Linked DNA regions of Rattus norvegicus: region 2 is linked to region 1. Evidence: chromatin contacts called from public Hi-C data. All regions are on one chromosome and are shown on one strand. Each heading gives the region's core, a stretch centred on a gene start, on an enhancer-like site or on the middle of the called end of the contact. The rest is flanking DNA. Distances are from core to core; before and after follow the strand shown.

The links. A called contact is a pair of places that touch in the nucleus more often than the background predicts.
Region 2: a Hi-C map of the Rat2 cell line shows a contact between it and region 1, with 5 times the contacts expected there. The contact joins two enhancer-like sites.

The regions. Positions count from the first base shown.
Region 1 is chr5:78,859,230-78,865,307 of GRCr8, reverse strand. It overlaps Ugcg (UDP-glucose ceramide glucosyltransferase), which reads right to left. Exons shown (of 9, transcript NM_031795.2): 9 at 4,583-6,078. Among named protein-coding and RNA genes, the nearest start is that of Ugcg, 34 kb to the right of the region's middle. Within about 2 kb of position 2,452, at least 15 of the 93 cell types and tissues checked have an H3K27ac peak or open chromatin away from gene starts, as enhancers often do.
Region 2 is chr5:78,967,481-78,973,558 of GRCr8, reverse strand. Susd1 (sushi domain containing 1) reads left to right here. Exons shown (of 15, transcript NM_001427255.1): 11 at 2,453-2,549; 12 at 5,626-5,884. Among named protein-coding and RNA genes, the nearest start is that of Susd1, 100 kb to the left of the region's middle. Within about 2 kb of position 3,563, at least 31 of the 93 cell types and tissues checked have an H3K27ac peak or open chromatin away from gene starts, as enhancers often do.

The DNA of each region.
Region 1 (6,078 bases), core at 1,203-3,702:
CTTGCATAAGACAAACCATAAGTCATAGGTGGAGGGAGGCGCTTGTGGGCCCTACCTTGCCCAGGGGTGCTACTGGCTATCAAAGCTGCTGTAAGAAAGGAAGTCATTCTCTTTGGTGTGGTAGTCATGTTTCACGGAATAGCGCCCTATCCATGCCTGCACAAGTAGCCTTGGTGAAATCCAGTGGCTCACAAAGCAAAAGCAAAGTCAACACCAAAGACAGGAAAGACTGGTGGGGACTTGGGAGGGAGAGGGAGGAGTGGGGATGGAAAGGACAGAGAATGAAGGGGAGCAAGAGGTATCATGTATGGAATTGCTGAAGAATGACTCAGCCAGTTGTAGCCAAACAGATAAAGAGGGAGGGCTATGGGGCCAAGGTTCTCGATCACTGAAAAACACTATGGCTTGTGCCTGTGATTTTCCTCTCAGACCAAAGAATCGAAGAGCACATGATTGCCAACCTGTAGGACAGACGCATCTGTGACCAGAAAAGACAATATTCAAAGAGGACGTAGAGATGCTGCATGTGCCTCTCATGAAGAGACAGCTAAGGCTGACTTTTGAAATGGATAAAATATTAACTAGTTACTAGCGATCAAGGAAGCAGGAAAGTATGGAGGTGTAAGGCCCAGGCATATTCACAGATAAATATCTGCAAACTTTTAAGGAGCAGAGGAGAGCTGGTTTCTTTCCTTTCTTTTTTTTTTTATTTTTTTCTTTCTTTTGTTGTTATTTTTTGAGGCATGTCTTCTCTTTCTGAGCCCTGGCTGTCCTGGACTTGCTTTGTAGACCAGGCTGGCTTCGAACTCTCAGAGATCCACCTGCCTCTGCCTCCCAAGTGCGGAGACTAAAGACGTGTGCACCACGCCCAACTCTTACTTGTTGTTGCTGTCTTTATTTTCCGGTTTTGAGACATGGTTGGGTCTCTCTACATCAGTGGTTCCCAACCTTCCCAATGCCGAGACTCTAACACAGCTCCTCACGTTGTGACTCCCAACCATAACATTATTCTCTTTGCTAGTTGATAACTGTAAACTTTCTACTGTTATAAATAGCAATGTAAATTTCTGTTTTCTGGTGTCTTAGGCAACCCCTGTGCGAGTGTCGTTCAACCCTCAAAGGGGTTCATGGCTTACAGCAGTAGAACTACTGCGCTACATAGCCCAGGCTATCCTAGACCTCACTATGTAGACCAAGCTGGCCTCAAACGTGGAAGTCTGACTGCCTCTGCCTCTCAAGCACTGGGATTAAAGGTGTGTGCTACCAAGCCCAGCTGCTGTGTTTGTTGTTGTTGTTGTTTTGTTTTTTTATCTCTAGCAAAGACTGCACAGTCAGCACAGCACACCTCAGGAGCCCATCAGGTAACACTAGTAAACAAAGTTCGGTGGCGACAGAGAGAACAGCACCAATGGCATTTATCTCAGAACGGAAAATAGAACATGAAAAGGCTCTTACTTGAAAGTCAAAAGTGGGAGAAAAAAGGAGGGGGGAAGAAATCACATTTGGGGGAAAAAGATTTTTGATCCAGATGACCTTCAGGGGCCACTCTTATAAATATTAATCCTTTCCATTCCTATCCTATGTTGCCTTGGAGAAGCATTACCCTAAATAGAGAGTTTGGAAGAGTTTGGTTGCAAAACCTGTTTTTATGGTTAAAATGAAAAGTCATGTAAAGTAACTCAGGAGGCAGGGGCAAGCTAATCTCTGAGAGTTCGAGGCCAGCTTGGTCTACACAGTGACTTTCAAGACAGCCAGGGCTATGTAGAGAAACCCTGTCTCAGCTCCCTGCCCTTGCAAAGAAATCATTTAGATAAGGTTAAGAAATTTCTGTATGGGGGTTGGGGATTTAGCTCAGTGGTAGAGCGCTTGCCTAGCAAGCACAAGGCCCTGGGTTCGGTCCCCAGTTCCAAAAAAAAAAAAAAAAAAAAAAAGAAATTTCTGTATGATTTTATTAAGGCACGGTCTTGTTGTAGAGCCCAGGCTGGCCTTGAACTTACTCTATTGCCAGAAATCCTCCTGCTCCAGTTTTCCATACTGCTGTGGTATTATTGCCATATACTGCTACTATATTCTCAAGAAATGGGTGACATTTCAGTGACTCACAATTGGGTATGCAAAAGTGAAACCTGATCGTTTAAAAACCTCAATGTTTAAACAATGAGGTCAGAAAGAAGCCAAAACCTGACATTAACCTGACATTAGGCCAATGCAATCCAAGTAGGCAATAAGCCACAAAAGCTCAGAGAAGCAGGTGACACAAGGGAGAAGCACTGTTGTGGCCAGGGCTGGTGTGTGTGTGTGTGTGTGTGTGTGTGTGTGTGTGTGTGTGTGTGTGTGTATGTGTGCGTGTAGGGAATTCTCCTTGAGAATTCAAGTCAGAATCTTTGGTATCACCCAGTGTTGCTGGAACTCTGGGTGGAAAATGTGTCACAGCAAATTCTGAATGCATGTGTCATGACTTTCGTCTTTTTCATGCCCTCCTAAGCCCAGATGTTTCACTTCTGTGGCTCTGCCCTGCCGGATTTGCTCCCTGGAGATGCCTTTCTTTGCAAGTTTCTCTAGCAAAAGAGGCAAAGAGGTATCCATCGTCAGGAGGCAGAGTCAGCTTTTAGCTCTGAAAACTCCCCTTCCTTCTCTTATGAAATATGTATTAGGAAAAAGCCTAACACAAGGATGTTACACATGGAAATCCCACCCTCATTATGTGAGGCAACTCACCATGCATGGGGATCCAGCCACACTGGGGATAGTACCTGCCCCCGACCTCACTGACCTTGTCCCATTTGATTGTCCATGACACCCCCTACCCCAAGCCTGTCCTTCTAAAATCTCCTTCTGAGATACTCCTGTGAGAATTTCATTCTTATTCGGAAAGAGAAAGAAATGAACCATCACTGCACTTTGTATATAGTATCTAATGATCTCAGCCCGGGGAGGACCTCAGTGTCCATCATTGTATTGATAAATTGCGTTTCAGATCGCTTAAGGAAGCTGACCACAGTCCCAGGCTCACCAAGGAGTCCACATAGCCTCAGGGTTGGAAGCTTATCTTGAATTTTGTAAATTATTTTACACGTAAAGCTGTTTTGCCTGCATGCATATCTGATTTCAGAGGCCAGGAGAGGATGTCAGATTCCCAGGAATTGGAGTTAAAGATGGTTGTGAGCAAACTACATGGGTGCTAGGAAGGTCCTCTGGAAGAGAAGTCAGTGAGTTCAATGGCTGAGCCATCTCGCTAATCCTTTAATTCATTCTTTAGGTATAAATAGCTCCCAAAGCTTCTGTCCTTAGCTTTCTGTTGGCCCTCTATTATGACATGAGCTCTACCGAAATGGCCCTCAAATCTCTTCCACTTCAAGTGTGCAAAAGTAGAATCTTGCTACATAGCCCAGTCCATCATCTTGGCTAACCCTACTCCCTTCCCATGCTCTGGTGTTTGCGGCAGGATCAACTGGACTCTCCACGGTGTTGTCTGTTGCTCTGGCTGTCGGATGTAATCCTGAGAAGAGGTACCAAGTCCCAGGATTTGTGATTAGACACACAGCTCACATAATTAATGGGAGGTGTGTTCTTCAGGGAAGGCTGGTACACAGATCCTCAACCCTTCCGAGGAAGGACACCCCTAAATTGGTTAAGTCACATAATTATATCTTCATGCTATTAACACGGATGTCTTGGTGACTCACAGTCTAAACGGCATAACCACATGAAAACATCCCCCAGATACCTAGACTCTGCCAGCCTCTCCCAGAGCTGGGAAAGGCTGTGTGAAGGCTTAGTACATACCGGATCTTAGGCTGCTGCACTGTCTTCTAACTACTAAGAATCTTCCAGAGAACCCAGTTCAAGCCAGAGAACAAGAACATACGGGTTTATGTACTGAGAGACAAGGTCTATCCCTGAACCTGGATGTTGATTAGGCTTGCCTAGCTGGCTGGCTTGCTCTGGGGAACATGGACACATGACGTCTGGCAATGCCTCCTCCAGCTTGGGTGAAGCCTGCTGGGACAGTGTGTGGGATGCAGCTTAGCACCTCAGGCAGCAAGACCATTCCAGTCTTCCTCAGGATTGACTGACCTTCCTTATCTGTGGAAGTGATACAATCTAGAAGGCAGAGTTCAGGCTGCAGCCCAACCAGGAATGAGCTCCAAAGGGAACTCTGGGTCTGTACTATAGGTCAGTCATCAAAGGCCATAATTCTCCAAGTGCAGCCACAGCAGAATTCAGCCCCACCCAGAATGATTAATGCAGATGTGTGGGTGCCGTGCCCATCCTTCATGTTTTCCAGCCTTGTATTATAACCTGCAACCAAAGCAGGTGAGCCCCACTTTAAGTCCAGTGCAGCCCAGATGAAAGGAAAAAACAAAAAGAAAAACGTTTTTTAATCCCAGTACTCAGGAGGCAGAGGCAGGTGGATCTCTGTGTTTGAGGCTGGCCTGGTTTACAGAGTGAGTTCCAAGACAGCCAGGGCTGCACAGAGAAACCCTGTCTCAAAAAACCGAAAGAAGAAAAAGGAAAAGAGAGAAAATGAGTGTTAACACGTCTGAGACAGGAAGTAAACACAACCGCACAGATATGCACATTGATTGTATTCAAATTTTTATTCTCTCAACAAAAAAACTTAAGACAATGATTTTAAATAATAAAACATGATATATTCTAGACACTTAATTGTTTTCTTTTTAAAAAGACAGTTTATTATAAATTTGGACTCCTACAGTTCTGGTGTGGCGCCTCGACATTTACAGTATTTCTTACCATTTTATCTTCACTCCAAACTTGCTAAACAAAGAGTTCCTCTCCGCACCCTCGAGGCTTCGCTTTAAGGAAATACTTCACGACCACACGAAACCCACACACACAGAACATTTGTTTTTTTTTTTTTAAAAATATTTACAGAAGTCTGTCCAGCCATTTGGATTTTGTTTCTTTGCCCATACTGAGATCAACAAAAAAGCTAACTAGTCAGCAAGATTTCACTTCAGCAGCGCAAAGAAGGGCTTCCACCAAACGCCACTAAACAAACCGACAAACGCACTCAGCAAAACTCAGCTCGTGAGAGAGTAATGTAAAAAAATAAACATGTAGTGGGTCATAACTAGACTGGTTCTCACTGTGCAACTTTTCCTCAGGGGGTAATAGTACCCATTTCACAGAAAAAAAAATAAAAACTGGAATATGCATCCAAGCCTTTGCTCACGGAGAAAATGCCCTTCAAACAAATTCATCATAAGGCGAGAAAGAGAGAGAGAGAGAGAGAGGGAGAGAAGGAGAGAGAGAGAGAGAGAGAGAGAGAGAGAGAGAGAGAGAGAGAGGGAGGGAGAGAGGGAGAGGGAGAGAGGGAGAGAGGGAGAGAGAGAGAGAATGAATATTAATGGAAAGGGGAGGAGCAAGAGAAGGGGAAGGAACTGCCGTTTGGCCCAGAAAAATGTAAGGATAGTGTGTATTTATAGTATATACACATTTACAGGTATATTGCAGTTTAGACTGTCTGTAGAGTCGTTAGGTAAATGGACTGGCTCAGTAAGATGAAAATGTTCTCTATAAGTAGGAAGTTATTGCTAATAGGCTACACGCTGTGCTGAGATGGAAGCCATAGGAACACAGGGTGCGAGCTGTCATGGTGCTGGAGTGAACAGCAAGCATCAGATGGACAGCATACCACCAAACTCAGACGGATGAGCAAACACCGCTTAAAGAAGACAGGGGAAAAGGCCGATGCACTGTCCCTTACGTCTCTGCTTAGTTAAAACAAAAGTCCAGTTCACCACAAGTTAGCATAGGCTGACAAGCAAGCTTAGCTGCATGATGGGGAGAGGAAAGTACAGCATGCATTTACAACTCGGCTGCCTAGTCTATGTCATACAAACTGAACATAAAAATCCAATTTAAATAAGACTATAGACTATTATAGTAAAAAACAAAACAAAACAACCAACCGACACACACACAGTAGACTTAGTTTGATACTGATTGATTTGAAGAGTAAACCTCATCCTGTCCTCTCCTAATTCTCTACTGCGATTTATTTGCCAATAGCTAGAATATGTTTACTCACTTAAAAAAAGATATTAAATA
Region 2 (6,078 bases), core at 2,314-4,813, 110 kb before region 1:
AACTTACACCCTCGGCTTCCTCACCTATAACTTGTCAAAAGTGTAGATGTCAAGGGTATTAGTCAATGGGGACCACGTAAGAGTGAGAGAGAGAGAGGCTGGGCAGTGATGGCACACGCCTTTAATCCCAGCACTCAGGAGGCAGAGGCCGGTGGTTCTCTATGAGTTCAAGGCCAGCCTGATCTACAGAGTGAGTTCCAGGACAGCCTGGGCCACACAGAGAAACCCTGTCTTGACAAAGAAAAAAGTAAGCTAGAGATCTCATTACCGGTTTTGTTGCTGGTGAAACCAACTTGAGCTGAGATGAAATAGAGCTTTGTGGACTCGCCCACCTTAGGCTTTGATGTTGAATATGGATGGCAGTTGTGGGCGTGGTTCTAGACCTGCCTTGATTCCGGCTGCCTAGTGAGTGCAGGGTGCAAGTGGCCTGAAAGCATCTGTCCTGTGTTCAGAAGGATGTTGTAAAAAAAAAAATTGGTGTCCTTTATCCCGCTAGGTCCACACCACAGTGCCTCAAGATATCTGCTAGATATCTTGGCAGAAACACATCCCAACTCTGAGGCGGCCCAGTGTCTCCTGCCGCCGCACACGTTCCTACACTCAAACCGTCACATAAAAGAACACACAACACAATAATCTTTGACTCAATTGATAAGATATAATTGCCCACTTAAACATACAAAGCCTGGTACCATCCATCCCTTAAGAACATTTGTAACAACCTGTAAATACACAGAGTGGGATCTTAACATCACCTGCCATGGCTTCTTGCCCTCTCCCTTCTGTCTCCTCCTTCCTTTCCAGTCTCCTCTTCCTTCAAACTTCTCTCCCGCCCATCCTTCCTTCTCCTCCAATGACAGGCCTCCTTCTATCCTGTACCTGCCCCTCATCTGTATTTTACAAATTCAATGGGGAGAAGGTTCTGGTGAAGTCACCTGATTCCTGGGTACATGACTAGGCAGCTGTCCTTGGGGCAGCAGAATTAGCAACAAAATACAGATAACTCCAGGGCAAACCACAACAGAATGACACCTTGAAAAGATAGGGAGGAAAAAGATGGGACCACAGGAGGCCAACGGCCAAACACAGTCCTTCTCGTGAATCCTGTGGGCAGACAGGCATGCGGGAACTCTTCTCACAGTCTTTTGAAGAGGTAGGAACGTGAGAGAGGGAGAAAATGAATGTGTCCATACATGTTGCCCACCCAGTAGCTTTGCTAGGGAGATCCGCTAAGGTGAGACAGAGAATGATACATCTATCATGAAAACCAGTGCCCAGTCTGTCCTTGCTGCCCACGGGCAGACTGGCAGCTGGAGCACAGACATCAGGATGTGACCACCAATGCTGTATAGCGCTGGGGTCAGCTTGTCAGAGTATTTTTCTCTCAGTGAACAACTGGGGGATCTGGTTACCAAGGCCTGGGAAGCAGGGAGGGGGGCAACACAAAAAACACTGTGTCTACGAGGGATCTAGACTTCTGACATGCTGGTCTTCTGTGCTGTGAGAGTCCTCTTTTTGTTGTAATAAAATGTGCAAAGCTGGAAATAGAAAGGGATTTCTTTAGCTCACACTTTAGGATGCTAAAAGTTCAAGGTGGGGCTGCTCCGTGAGTTTGGCCCCAGGTGAGGGCTCCTTGGAGGATGACTTCATAATGGATTGTTTAAGGAAGTGTCCATGTGCCTTAGCAGTAAGCACAAGCAGGTGGGTCCAGTTTTGTTCCTTTTATGACAACTCTTTTGGGAGCCAACTCACTCCTTGAAACCGGCATCAGTCCTTCCCAGAAGCATCACCCTCAGTGACCAATTAGGCCTTCCACCAGACTCTGCATCTAAAAGGCTCCTCTTATATCATCACTTTGGGAGCAAAGCTTCCAATGCCTGAAGTTTTGGGGAGACACCCTTAAGCCATCTCGAAACCACGGCACCTACCAAATAAGATTTTGTCTAGCAAACATCCAAACCCGTGGTTGATGTAGCAAACACCAACACCCTGTGGGTGTTAAACCGTGGTCATTGCTTCTTTCTATTATGAAAAAACATATAGCCTAAAATGTAACAACAGTAACCATTTTTAAATAGATGCTGTGTTAGTGTTGGGACAGTCACCATGTCTCACAAGTACCACCAGTTTCCTAAACGGTTTATCACTTCACACACAACCTTTGAGCTTTAAGCAATGAACTCAGTTCCTTGCCACACCCCTCGGCTCTGTGAATTTGACTAATTTAAACGTTTCAAGTGAATTCATACATTGCAACATTTAGATAGATAGATAGACAGATAGATAGACAGACAGACAGACATAGACAGACACAGACATAGACATAGACATAGATTCCAGTTTCTAGGTTAAAAACTTTCATGGCATCCTGGAGGACCACTTCCTTTGTGCTTTTTACTTGATCTGACCACCCGCCCCATCCCCCATGTTTTCTCCTTCTTAATGTTTCCAGAGCCCCCCCTTCCAGAAGTAGACTTTTTCACTGTGCGTGGAAGGCTTCTACCAAGCTTCAGGCTTCGGAAAGCCAAGGAGATAAATGGACCTATCAGGTGAGTACCTGTCTTTCTCCACACAGTGGTCCCACTGTGTGAGCAGGATGGCTTCTCTGTGGGTGGCTGAACTTGGGTAGCTGGATCAATACAATGGGGCCTCTTGCTTTGTTTCCTTGTGCACATAGTAGGCTTGTCATCTCAGGAACTCCCTTCCCAATGAAAAGCAAGACCTATCAGGGACCAGAGGCAAGCATTTGGGCCACACGGCCCCTTGCATCCACTTCCCACGGCACAACCTTTAACGATGGAGGGTCACAAGGGTTGTCTCCTTTCCCAGAGACAGTGTCTCCTTCTTATGTCAGGCTGAAATTGGGGTGTGTTTGTAGTAGTGGCTTCAGAAAAGGTCATTGGGAGAACTTTTTATCTGTTCACATATTGAATTATATAGGCACAACACTATGTAGTGAGTGACCAGCTGGGATTCCAAATGGCGTTAAGAGGGGATTTATTTACCTCTGTTGGAGGACTACATTGCACTCAGTTTTGCATTCTGTTTAAAAAGGTCGTGGAGAGTTAGGGAAGTTCAGACAGTCCCCCTTCTCAGACAGGAAGGTTAGCATTGGCCTGCAGGTGGGAGCCGAGGCACTAGGGAGTCAAGGAATTGAGGTGTGCACGGCCTGACCTTCATGTCCCTCCAGAGTAATGGCCCCTTTAGTGCAATCAAGATAAAAATAAATTCGAGATATTCTAAAAGAATGAAAGGCAAGTCTGGAGATAGTGTGAATATCCATCTGCTGTAGAACAGGCTGCCCTGCTTTCAGACTGGGCTAAGCTCAAGTCTTCGGGACAGACTTAGGGGCCTCCGCAGCTGTTTCTTGAAAGTTCTGCAATCCTGTTGCTGTAAGGGGGCAGAAGCCTGGCATCATGGCCTGAATGAGTTTACAAGAGCAGATGTGAAACCTAAGCCAAACCATTGCATAATTACGGCACAAAAGAGAAACAAAGTGATAGCCTACGCCGGGTGGCAGTGTATCGTGGATGGTTCCAAAACAGGAAGTGGCGACCTGTGAGTCATGCGGGGAGGGCAGTGGAAGTGGGGAGAAGTCCTTGCCGACTGGCCCCGTGGACAGGTTCCAACCCACTGCAACTGCCTCCTTCATGTCACCAGGGTTATTTACCAGGAGGTGAGCTGTGCCCGTCTCCAGCCTGGCTGTGTGGCTTGAGCTAGAAGTAGCAGCTTTGCCAGGCCAGAGTCTGCTCTGTGTGTGAACCCTGGCCTGGAGCACACAGGGCTTAGGCAGATGGTCAGGCCTGTCCCTGGGCTCCCCGAAGGCTAATGTCTCTTACCCTTACCAGCTAACAGGCATCAGCTGGCATTATCAGCAGCTAACATTCTGACTCAAGTCCTGGAGACTTTGATCCCACAGGTTTGGGGTGGGGACCTAGGAATTTCTATATTTAACAGGCTAAATGCTTCCTGTCCCGTGACCGGTACCGATACAGGTCAGTGTACAGAATCAAAAGGGTGCAGGCGAGCCTTGAACTTGATTACTTGGAAGGGTGAGTTGGTGTGGGACTTCTTGCCCATGGCCATTGTACCTTCAAGTCCCCAGAAAAGCTGTCACAGGGGTTCCCCAAAGGCAGCTTTTTTGATGCTATTTGTTACCCTGCAGGTTTTACTTAATCCCTTTTGTTTAGAGTCCTTTTCTGAAAGTGAGCCCAGGCTCTGTGGAAATCAGGGCCCTCACCTAACATGGTTGGGGACATAACAGGTGGCTGGAGACTTTCTAAATACAACAGCTACTGTGGGGAGGGCTCCCCTCTCCTTAACCAAGTGATTCATGTGCTTTTAGGGAGCAGGAAATGGGGCATTAACAATGTGGAGCAGGAAGCCCAAAATTGGTGGTAAAATAGAATTATGTGGCCTAATGAGGTTTGGAAATCACCCTAATCACATTTGGAATTGGTCCAGGCATTTTTTTTTTCTCTATTGAAAATTCAACTCAACCGGCATTTATGGGAGTTGATCATAACTAAAGAAATGTGAAAAGGGGGCTTCATAATTAAGAACACTGGCTGCTCTTCCAGAGGACCTGGGTTCAATTCCCAGCACCCACGTAGGAGCTTAAAAATGTCTATGACTCCAGCTCCAGGGGATCCGACATACATGCAGACAATACACCAAGGCACGTAAAATAAAAATAAATACTTTAATAAAGGAAGAGATGTGAAAGGACCTGCAGATCTAAGAGGCAGTCCTGTAACCCCACCCCCGGCCCTGTTATCAAGTTCAACAGAGAGAGGACGGACATGTTCACACATTTAAGATACCAGAAGTAAATGCTGAGCCGGCAGGAATAGAAAGGGAGGCATGGCTTGACCAGACACGTCTCATTCCTCGCTGCTTCAGACTGGCCGCTTCACTTTGGTGGAAAAACGTGTGTTTCTCTGCCCCTGTTTAAGGGACATTTTCACCAGATCCATACGCTACTTTACCTTTTCGGGGCCATGTCAGTCCAGATTAACTCCCGGTGACTTTTTACTCCTGGCTGCTCACTGGTTTGGCGTGACCTTCCATGTCAGCCTCTGAACTGCGGGGAACGTAAATCATATGAGTCCTGTTTAAGTCACCACATGACTGCCTGGAGCCGCTCTTCAGACTGAGCACTTTCACTCTCGGGCACCAGCCTTCATGTGACTTTTAAACCCTCCCCAGTGCCAGGCTCTGCTGGCCCATGTGACACACTGCCGATCGGATCGACCGTGTGACAGACACAAGGCAGTGATACCCTCTCTAGTCTCTCCCAGCTAGAGAGACCCTGCTTGGCCTCCCTGTGAGGCTGGGACGTGGCTTGTCATCTGGCTGTAGGTAGATGCGGAGGCCCACGGCAGTTAGAACTGGCATGCGCTAAGTCCCATGTAGCCAGCGGGTTTTTCTCCTCTGATCCATCTGATCCGTTGTCTTTAAGGCGCTTACCGCACGCACAGTGTGAGTTCAGTAAGCTCGAACACACAGTCTTCCAAACAAGCAGCCTGACAACGTTTACGTCTGGCCAGGAGCCTGATGGTGAGCAAGACCTCCCTTCTTCACAAGGCCCCTGCCAATTTCTCTGCTTTTTCCCCCCTCTCCCAGTTCATATCAGGTGTTGGTCCTCCCCCTGTCCTTGCAAAGCACGTTTTCTTGTGATTCTGAAGGCATCACTTCATTCTTTGGCAACGCGTCTCCTGCTGATGGATATGTGGCTGCAGAAATACTGGCCAGTGATGTTCCAGATGACACATTGGAGATATCCATTGGAGACAGGCTGTACTATGGGGAATATTATAACGCACCTTTGAAGACAGTAAATGAGTATTGCATTCTATTACGGATCACAAGTGAATGGAACAAGGTATAGTTGTTTCAACGATGTTCTGGCCCCTGTATCTTCCTTTTTGTGTGAGGTTTAAATTGTTTGCATTTACCTTTCTCCCATGTTTACGATGGATGCCACGTAGAATAACCACAGAAACATGTCGTGGCTTGTGAGCACAGGCTTTCTAATGGGTAGGCAGGTAAGACCTGCATAGGTGCCAGCGCACTTCT